2 separate regions of the Rattus norvegicus genome follow, and region 1 is linked to region 2. The links are chromatin contacts, called in public Hi-C maps. All regions are on one chromosome and are shown on one strand. Each heading gives the region's core, a stretch centred on a gene start, on an enhancer-like site or on the middle of the called end of the contact. The rest is flanking DNA. Distances are from core to core; before and after follow the strand shown.

Region 1 (4,382 bases), core at 1,543-4,042, 410 kb before region 2:
ATTATTAAGCAGACTACCCATTTTGTTCCAAATATTTCCAAGGTTAAAAAAAAATAACTGGCGCCCCTTAGCGCTCACTTTTGGAAATACTCAATTTAAGAACTCCAGCTTTTTTTTTTTTTTTTTTTTTTTTGGACATTCCAGAAAGTTTTCTGCCTCCACAATTTTTCAAATGCCAACACAAAAAAGAAAGGCAAAAACCCTTAAAGGGGCAGCTCAAGTTTTCTCCAAGGCAATTTAATACTAACAAATATGCTAACCCAACAGTAAAAAAGGCCTCTTTCAATGTGTTATGTTATGTTCATGGGTAATAGCTGAATAGCTGAATGTTTTCTGTTTTAAATAGTGCCCAAGGCTCCCCACCCAACAGAAGCTCTTAAAATAGTTCTTTAACCATCTTTTAGCTCGGAGTCTTTTGTTCTTCCCTGACACGCCAGCTCCCTAAGCACAAGATAGCCCCAACAATCTCTGAAATTTTTCGAAATTCTTCTAAAGATCCTAAAATCCATGTTCATCTGTCCAACATAGTTTTCCGCTTCCTTTAAACAGTCCACTCAGAGACTTTAAAAGAGAAGACCGAAAGTACTCGCTATTCGATTTTCAAAGCAGACTTGTTGGTCCTATCCTCCCCCCCACCCCGAACCCCGCCCCGGGCGTCCACATAAACCCACAGCTACTGGAAACTAACACTCCAGATCGCTGTTGTGCGAAGTTCCTAAAGAATTCCACAGCTAACCAGCATTAATCTTCCAGTCAGTCTTTGCTCCCCACAACGCTCCCAACTCGGCTTCTGCAAACTTCTGCTCTATTTTATCCCCGTCTTTTCAAACTTCCAGCTCCCCGCCCTGCAAACGCAGGCGGCTACGCCAGGAGCGAACCCTCCGCCCCAGTTCTTCCGAACTCGGATTCCGTTCAGGTCTGTCATCGCGGTATTTCGTACTCCTCCCCCACCACCACCACCACCGACTAAAAAAAAAAAAAAAAAAAAAAAAAGTGAAGTTAAACTCCCAAACAGTTCTCGCTTCCCCAAACAAAAGGACAAAAAGTGCTCTGCTCTGTCACTTCGTCCTCGCCTTCGGCCACATAAGCACTACTTTTCCGTACCCTACGTAATTCCTGAATATCTCGGGGTCCACTCGGGTACTGCGGGCCACACAACTCCACCGAAACGAGCCCGCTAAGCTGGGGCCCCGCGGGCGAGACCAGGCGGAGCTCGGGGACTCGTGTGGCCGGGCCGGGGCGGCCGGGATGGCCGGAATGGCGGGGAGCCTAGCCGCCCCGCCGTCGGGAGCCGGCCGCAGCCCCGCAGCCCCGCGTGCTCCCGGGTCCGCCCTCGGGCCTGGCCGGGCCCCGGCCCGGTCCCCGCCGCGAGCCGCCCGCGCCGCCTTTGTGCGCCCGCCCGCCCGCCCGCCTGACCTTCCCGCCGCCCCGCCATCCCGGGCCGCCGCGCCGGGTCCGGCCACCTCACCTTCGTCCAGCAGCCGCTCGAGGTGGTTGAAGATCCCGCAGAAGTTGGGCAGGCTGCTCATAAGCTTCTTGTCGTTCATCAGCTGCATCAAGTAATCTGGGGTGGGCTTCGGCTTCTCCTTCGTTTCCATTTCCCCGACCATATTCCAGGCTCCGCAGCTCACTCCGCCCGCCGCCGCCGCCGCCGGAGGAGAGGAGGGAGGGGCGGGGGCGAGCTCCGGCCGCCGGCCGCTCGGGACACCGCGTCCCGCTCCGCGCCGGCTCCCGCTCCGGCTCCCGCGCCGAGCCCCGGGGCGGCCGGCTCCGCGCGCCCGCCCGCCCCCCGCAGGCACTTTCGCCCGGCCCGACGCGCCGCGGCCGCCGCTCCTCGGCCGCCCGGCGCGGCTCCCCTCGCGAGGCCGGCGGCGGAGGCGGGTCTCGGGCCGAGCGCGGCGCGGGGCCGCTGCGCCGCGAGGAGCCGGGGGCCGCTCGTCGGCCGGTCGCGCCGCCTGCGCCGAAGCTCGCGAGTCTGCGGTGCTGTCCGCCGCGGCGCTCCGCGTTGCCGCCGCCGCCGCCGCGCTCCGACTGCGCTCCTCCTCTTCCTCCGCGGCTCTCCTCCTCCTCACTCACTTGGCGGCGGAGTTCGCCTCAGTTCAGGCGGCGCAGCCGGCGGCGGCGGGGGGAGGGGCGCGGGCAGGGCCGGGGGCGGGCGGCGGGCGGGGCCGCGCAGGGCGGCCGTTACGGGGCTGGGCGCGCTCCCGCCCCCCGCCGCCGCCCCTGGCCGCTCGGGCGGGACGGCCGGTGCAGGGCCCGGCCGCGGCGAAGAGGACGCGCGCCGGCGGTGGCCTGCGCGGGGCCCGGGTCGCGGCTGAGGGGGACGCGGGCGGCGGCACTGGCTCGTCGGCGCGCTGTTGCTGAGGCGGCGGGCGCGGTCGGGCGCGGCGGCTGAGAGGAATCCCGGCGGGACTCTCCGCGACGCGCAGCGCTCGCCGCCGCCCGGGCCTCGCGTCCGCGCGCGTTACTATAGTTTGGTTTTTTTTTTTTTAAACCTCTTCGTCCACCTTCCTCGCTACCCCTCAAAAAAAAAATTTTTTTTTTAACGTCCTGTTGCTTCACTGGGGACTCTCGGGTGGGCGTCACGTGTGCCGACACGTAGCCGTGAGGCTGAGAGCGCGTGCGCGCGTCGAGGGCTGTGGCCACGCCCCTTCCGAGGGTCGCTCCGCCCCACCGGGCGGAGAGCGCGCCGAGGGGGGAGGGGCGGGCCTGGAGCGCGCCTGCGTTGGGGTTGGGGAAGTGGGGGAACGATGGCCTGCGGACCGAGAAGCGGGGCGGAACGGTTCTGGCGCGGCGCCCACCTGGCGGGGCGAGGGACCCGACCGTCGGATCGCTTGGGGTGCTAGGTGGCGGTGGACTGAGTCGGCGTAGGCGCCCGCACCGCAGTGTCTTCCGCGGTGGGGACTCCAGCGAGGTTTCCCCTGGAGCCAGCGCCACGCGTGACGGGCCTCGCATCGCCGTGTGCTGCGAGGCGGCCCCGGACCGTGGGCGGAGATGGCACACGCGTGCGCACCCACGGGCGGGCGGGCTCCGTTCCATGCGGCGTGACGCGCGGTTCCGTTATCCTCACCGCAGGTTACAGTCCGGAGGTGGAGGCGGTGGCTCCTCGGAGGCGCGGCCGCTCGCTGAAGAAGCCTGTGTGAGCACACATTCGGGAAAACCAAGTAGTCAACACCTATTTCTACCTACTTGACAAAAATAAATAAATAAATAAATAAATAAATAAATAAATAAATAAATAAATAAATAAATAAATAAATAAAAATAAACGAAAGGCAGTGGGCCAGAAAAGGTGCTTCCTATGGGGGTGAGGGAGTTCTGAGGGTTACATTTGTTTCGGAAACAATGTTCTGAATTGCAGCAATGAAGTCCTGTGATTTATAGAAGCTGTCACTCACTAAATCTGCATCATCCCTGTTTTGTTGCAAGTTCTTTATAACGTGCCGTATTAAAATGTAGACAAGATTGTCAAATTAACCATTTTGAGAGTTGGCCCTGGCTATAATTTTCTGTGAATCATCTCACTGTATTTTAAATGTGAACATAAGCAGCGTTGTCGAATTGTTTTTTTTTTTTAAACTGCTTTACACAAATTCTAAAGAGCATTCCGAAGTTTGTGTGGTGCCAAAGGTATTTAAAGCAACTTTACTCTTGATTTCATTTAAAGACTACAGTTCGAGTTGGTTTTGGTTTTGGTTTTCTCGTTTATTAAATTAGTAGAGCAAATGATGGACAAAGTTAACGTGTAATTGAAATAACTTGAATTTTTCAACAATGACTATAGTAGTTCTAGATTATTCACCTAGTTATCTCTTTAAACAGTAAATTATGTAAAAGCATGGAATAATTTGATTAAAAAGCTGTTACTACGTTTTCTAAGTGTTGCTTCAAAACCTAGAAAAATTAGAAGTTTGTTCCTTGTATATTATTAAAAAATATTTGTCCCTGAATTATTTTTCATTGTCTGTGCTTGTGCAAGCAAAGTCCCCTTTGTAAGTTGATACACTTATAGGGCCTGTGCTAACTGCTCTACCTCTGTAGCTCAGTCAATCACAACAGTCCTGGGCCTGAGGTAATACTGGCATCCCCGATTTGTACATAAGAGGAAACCTCTGAAGAGGAAGAGGTAAACGGAATAATTTACCCAGCACTATATAGCTAATAAGTCCTGCTGGCTGTTCAAGTCCATGTATATTTTATACCAGAGTGCCCCCCCCCCAATTTTATCAACCTTATCCAGTAAATCCTTGGAATTCATGACAGTGTTCCATCATTTTTGACCCATAAAGTCCAACCACTTTTTATAATGTAGTTGAACCAAAAATAACTGTCAGGCAATATTCATTCACCATGACTTAATCCCTGGTGGACCCATCATTTGG
Region 2 (4,433 bases), core at 857-3,356:
AATTGGAATTCCCTGTCTTCCTCAAGGCAGCTATTGAGCCCAGGAAGATCTCTTTTTCCCTGCCCTTTATGGAGCCTCACATGACAGGAAGGAAGGAGAGCAATACAGGAACTCTGACGAGTGAGTGAGTGAGCACATGGTTTTGTTAAGTTTCCTAGTTTACTGCCTCTTGGAGCACACTAAATGTCTGTAAACTACACAGATTTCCCATTTCCCATGGACACCTATGTCACAAAGTTCTCGATTGTCATTTCTTCATTGCTACTGTGGCCTCAGTCCTGTTCTTTGTGACGGGTTAGGAGAAGATAACATCTCTTCATCCTGTAGCATCCTTGGGTATTATACTCCAGGGTTACAGCCAGCATTCTCAGAATACTCAGACTTAAGGCATATCAGCGCAGTTATTATATATCGCTCTGGACATTTAAATTAACAGTTGATGCTTTCCAGTAACTTTTTATAAAGTACTGGGTCGCCAGATAATAACAAGAATATGTACACATTTATTTTTAAAGAACCTTCTGTCGAGTTGCATACAAGGCAGGCTGTGATATGATGGTCAGAAAAGACAGGAATGGGGCAGGCTGTATAGTTGATTCCTCCGACAAAGTGTGGGCAATGAGCATATTTTATATTTAGATTTGGTTTATTGAGGGGACCCTAAACTTTTTTTTTTTAAGTGCACATGAATCGTCTGGAGAAATCAGCGTCTAAAGTGATTAATTAGACCTTATTTTGTCCTGAACAGATTTACTAAGCATTTTTCAAATAGCCACAATGTTTGTAATTACCAGAATCACACCTCCATTGGCCAGCCTTGGTTACTTCATGCATGAACAACAATCTGATTGAGCACTCTTGTTAGGGTTTCATTCTGCGTTGTAATTAGCCATAATCATAGCCTTCCTGGGTGCATGAGAATGTGCAAGCAAGTATTCACGGACTCGGCCCATTTGAATATGAATCTTCTCAGTGAGGAGCAATAAAGCAGGAGAAACAAAACAGTTTCTCTAGGGAATCCAGTGAAGCATCTCTCCTCTGATTCTGCCCCCTTCAAAATGTTCTCCCTCCAGTCTCTGGATTCTATTTGCTAAAACAAGGGTGGCTTAATGAAGACAATGGCCTATTATCCCTTAAGTGACACAGGAGGGCCTAAGTATTACAGGCTTAGTTCTTTCAGTCTTTGCCAAGGACACAAGGAACAAAAGAACAAGCAATTGTGTGTGGGGAAGAGAATTCGGTCCAGGCTCCACTAGGGGACCACTCCAAATGAGATGGGGCCATGCTATTCTTACGCTCTGAGGAGGCTGGTGCATGCTGGCTTTCTTCTCTTTCTTCCCCTCTTCACCCCCTGCAAATGACTCAGGCATTACAGAAAAAGGCTCCAAGCAGCAGGGATTGAAAACAAAGGCTTAGTGGAGGAGGGGTGACATTTCTGATCCCATCCCAAGCACATTCAGAGTGAGCCACCTACTGGCAACTCCTCTCTTCCTTTTTTTTTTTTTCACGCTCTAATCCCCTCAACTCTTAAGGAAAGACCTGGGTAAACAGAGTAGGATCAGGCCACAAGTGTTTTTAGCCAAGAATGGAGGAATAAAATTCACAGGGAAAGCTTTCACAGCAGTATGGAGTCTTTGAGAGAAAACACAGTTTGGACCAGTTGAAGTATGACAAAATGTCAAACATGAAGGGTTGTTTAAAAGGCTGTGTGCACTGCACAGAAAATGAAAGATGACTCAAGTCTACTGAAAGATATCGACTGATAGATTCATGAAGATAAGTCAACTAATTGTTTAAACAGTTAAAACACACAAAATGGTTTTGTCCTTGAATAACTTTCAGTTCTTCAATGTATTCGTTTTTTGTAGTGTTTTGTTTACTTGTTTGTTTTTTGTTTCTGAGACATTCTATGCCACTAATAAAATATCTGAATTCTTTGTTGGCATTGTACCATGGGAAGGCTCAAGGGCTGTGATGTGACCCTAATCATTTTCTGACCACCTTACAGGTTTAGGATCTGCATCATCTTGACAAAGTGAGTCCTCGTAAGGCAACATGAAGCAATCAGCTACTGGAATTTCAACTTGTGGTCTCATGTGCATGCTCTATGCATGTATAACCATAGTTTAAGGGCTGAGTAAGCCTGTGACCATTCTTGGTATAGTATGGCAAACATTTTGGGGTTATTAGAAGTAGCCAAAGGCACTTCATAGAAGAGATCTGAGGCGGAAGTTGGACATCATGAGGAAAGGGGCCATGACAGGCACTATAACTGACGCTGAATCATGTCTTCTACCAGGGGAACACTATGAACCTGGTAAGTCCTCAGAGCCAGGGCCACACTCTCCTAAGAAGGGAGTCAGTGTGCTGAGGTGCTGGGGTCATCTTACCAACTGGGCAGCTGTGAGCATTTTCACAGATCTCTCATCATAAGCTGCATTCTCACTAACATGAGGACTTCTTCAGAACATGTCCTGATGGTCTCTCTAGTGGGGTTCTTAGCGTTTTTGTAGGCTGTTTTCTTGTTTAAGGCCACTTCATCGTTTTCATAGAATATTATGACAAACCTACTATACTTAAATTACTCTGAAAAGCACAAGAAGAATCTCCATGACTATTGACATTAAACTGAAGTCTGGCAGAGGCCACCATTCCTTATAATGTCTTCTTTGAAACAACATATTTTTATGTCATGTGCATTGGTGTTTTGCCTGTATGTACGTCTGTATGTGTGCATGCATGCATGTATGTCTGATATAAGGGTGTCAAATCCCCAGGAATTGGAGTTATAGATAGTTGTGAGGTACCATGTGGGTGCAGGAAATAGAGCCTGGGTCCTGTGGAAGAACAGCCAGGGCTCTTTACCCCTGAGTCATCTCTGCAGCCACTATTCCTAATAATTTCAAAACTGGAAATTACAATACAGCTATCACTGGCCATCTGCTCTGTGACTAGTAGACCTTGGATCTCCCAAGCCTTATGCCAGCCACAGTAGACGTGGCCACTATGATGCTATTATCCCCAAGGACATGGACAGTGGGAACCACAAAGATACTGCAGAAAATTAAAGCAGTGAAAGATTCAACAACTCTCGGGGACACAGAGCTAATTGACAGCATGTTTGTAATTAAATGGATGGATTGTGGTCAACTCTCAGAAGCCCATGTGAGGAGTCATTAGCTCCTGGGAATGGGTCTGCTCTGCTGGCTGTCCAGACATGAGGACTGAAATTATTTTTTGAGACTATGTAGGTGGAAGAGTCTGTTACTAACATAATCGATTATCAGTCACTCCTGGAGTTTTCATAAAGAAGAAGAAATGAGCTTTTACATCATTCACTTATGTACATACTAAATGCTCGTCATGTGAGCGGTACTATGCATAGTTAAGAAAGCAAAGAAAGGGGAACAAAACAAAAACTGAGTTGTTCAGAGTTCGGAAATGACATGGTCCCTTACTTCAAAGAATCAGCAAAACCCATGCAACGCAGATGCAAAAACAAATACAGTTCAAGGCATAAACTGTGCGGACAATCTTGCCAAAATTGCAATAAACACAGAGAGGGTCTTGAGTCTTAATTTATTTACTCTTCCCTGATCCTGGCCCAGAACGATACATGAGTATCATTTGCTGAAAGCAGTAAAGACAGAGGTTGAAAGCAATCATCTAAAATGAATATCCACCATAAATGTTGAGCAGAACATTTATGGATATTAGCTGATAAACAGTAATGTTTGCGGTGCTGTTTGTTGTCTGGGTCAGTTGGAGCCGGCGACTTAATCCTTTATAAAACTCTGTTAAAGATTCCTGTAAAATATCCCATTCTCTCCCCCTGTTGGTCAATAAGAAAGAGAACAGAGCTCTTTGTTGGGGAGAGATGCACAGTCACAACAGACAGGCACAGGGTCAGATTCAGAAGACCATCTTCGGTCAGCCACAGACTCAGGCTCACATAAAAGACAGAAGAGAGAAGACACACCGAGCACAGAGCAGAGATTCAAATCTGGGCTCACCCTGGTTAAATGGCTCCAAAGGGAAGTGTTTTGATTCAACACTGCTGCATTCTTGGAGACGCAATCACAAATGTGTTTAACCCATAAAATGTTTCTCTGAGGAAGTTTCCGAAAACACTTAACTGGAAAGGCCTTCCCAAATGCACACAGACACCATCCCATGGGTAGGGTCCCTGATTGAAGAAAGGAGCAAAGCAAAACAGCAATAAAACTAAAGACAAGAACAGAAGTTGGGGGGGGGCATCGAGACAGAGACAGGCAGAGACAAAGACAGAGGCACACACATACACAGAGAGAGAGAGAGAGAGAGACAGACAGACAGACAGACACAGAGAGAGAGAGAGACAGAGACAGACAGACAGACACACACACACACACACACACAGAGAGAGAGAGAGAGAGAGAGAGAGAGAGAGAGAG

What was found. Hi-C and Micro-C count contacts between places; a contact is called where the count stands out from the background.
Region 1: a Hi-C map of the A7r5 cell line shows a contact between it and region 2, with 10 times the contacts expected there. The contact joins the promoter of Cahm here to the enhancer-like site in region 2. A contact is called at or near these places in 6 of 12 Hi-C or Micro-C datasets (the A7r5 cell line, Schwann cells, frontal cortex and 2 more) and 1 of 1 datasets of contacts at active chromatin or transcription factors (oligodendrocytes).

What each region holds. Positions count from the first base shown.
Region 1 is chr1:52,933,078-52,937,459 of GRCr8, reverse strand. Cahm (colon adenocarcinoma hypermethylated) reads left to right here and starts at 2,792. Exons shown (of 1, transcript NR_132441.1): 1 at 2,792-3,948. Qki (QKI, KH domain containing RNA binding) reads right to left here and starts at 2,035. Exons shown (of 8, transcript NM_001414465.1): 1 at 1,469-2,035. The coding sequence starts at 1,610.
Region 2 is chr1:52,521,519-52,525,951 of GRCr8, reverse strand. All of the region lies in intron 2 of Pacrg (parkin coregulated), which reads right to left. Among named protein-coding and RNA genes, the nearest start is that of Pacrg, 93 kb to the right of the region's middle. Within about 2 kb of position 2,106, at least 57 of the 93 cell types and tissues checked have an H3K27ac peak or open chromatin away from gene starts, as enhancers often do. A contact at or near this core is called in the A7r5 cell line, Schwann cells and prefrontal cortex, where this site is marked.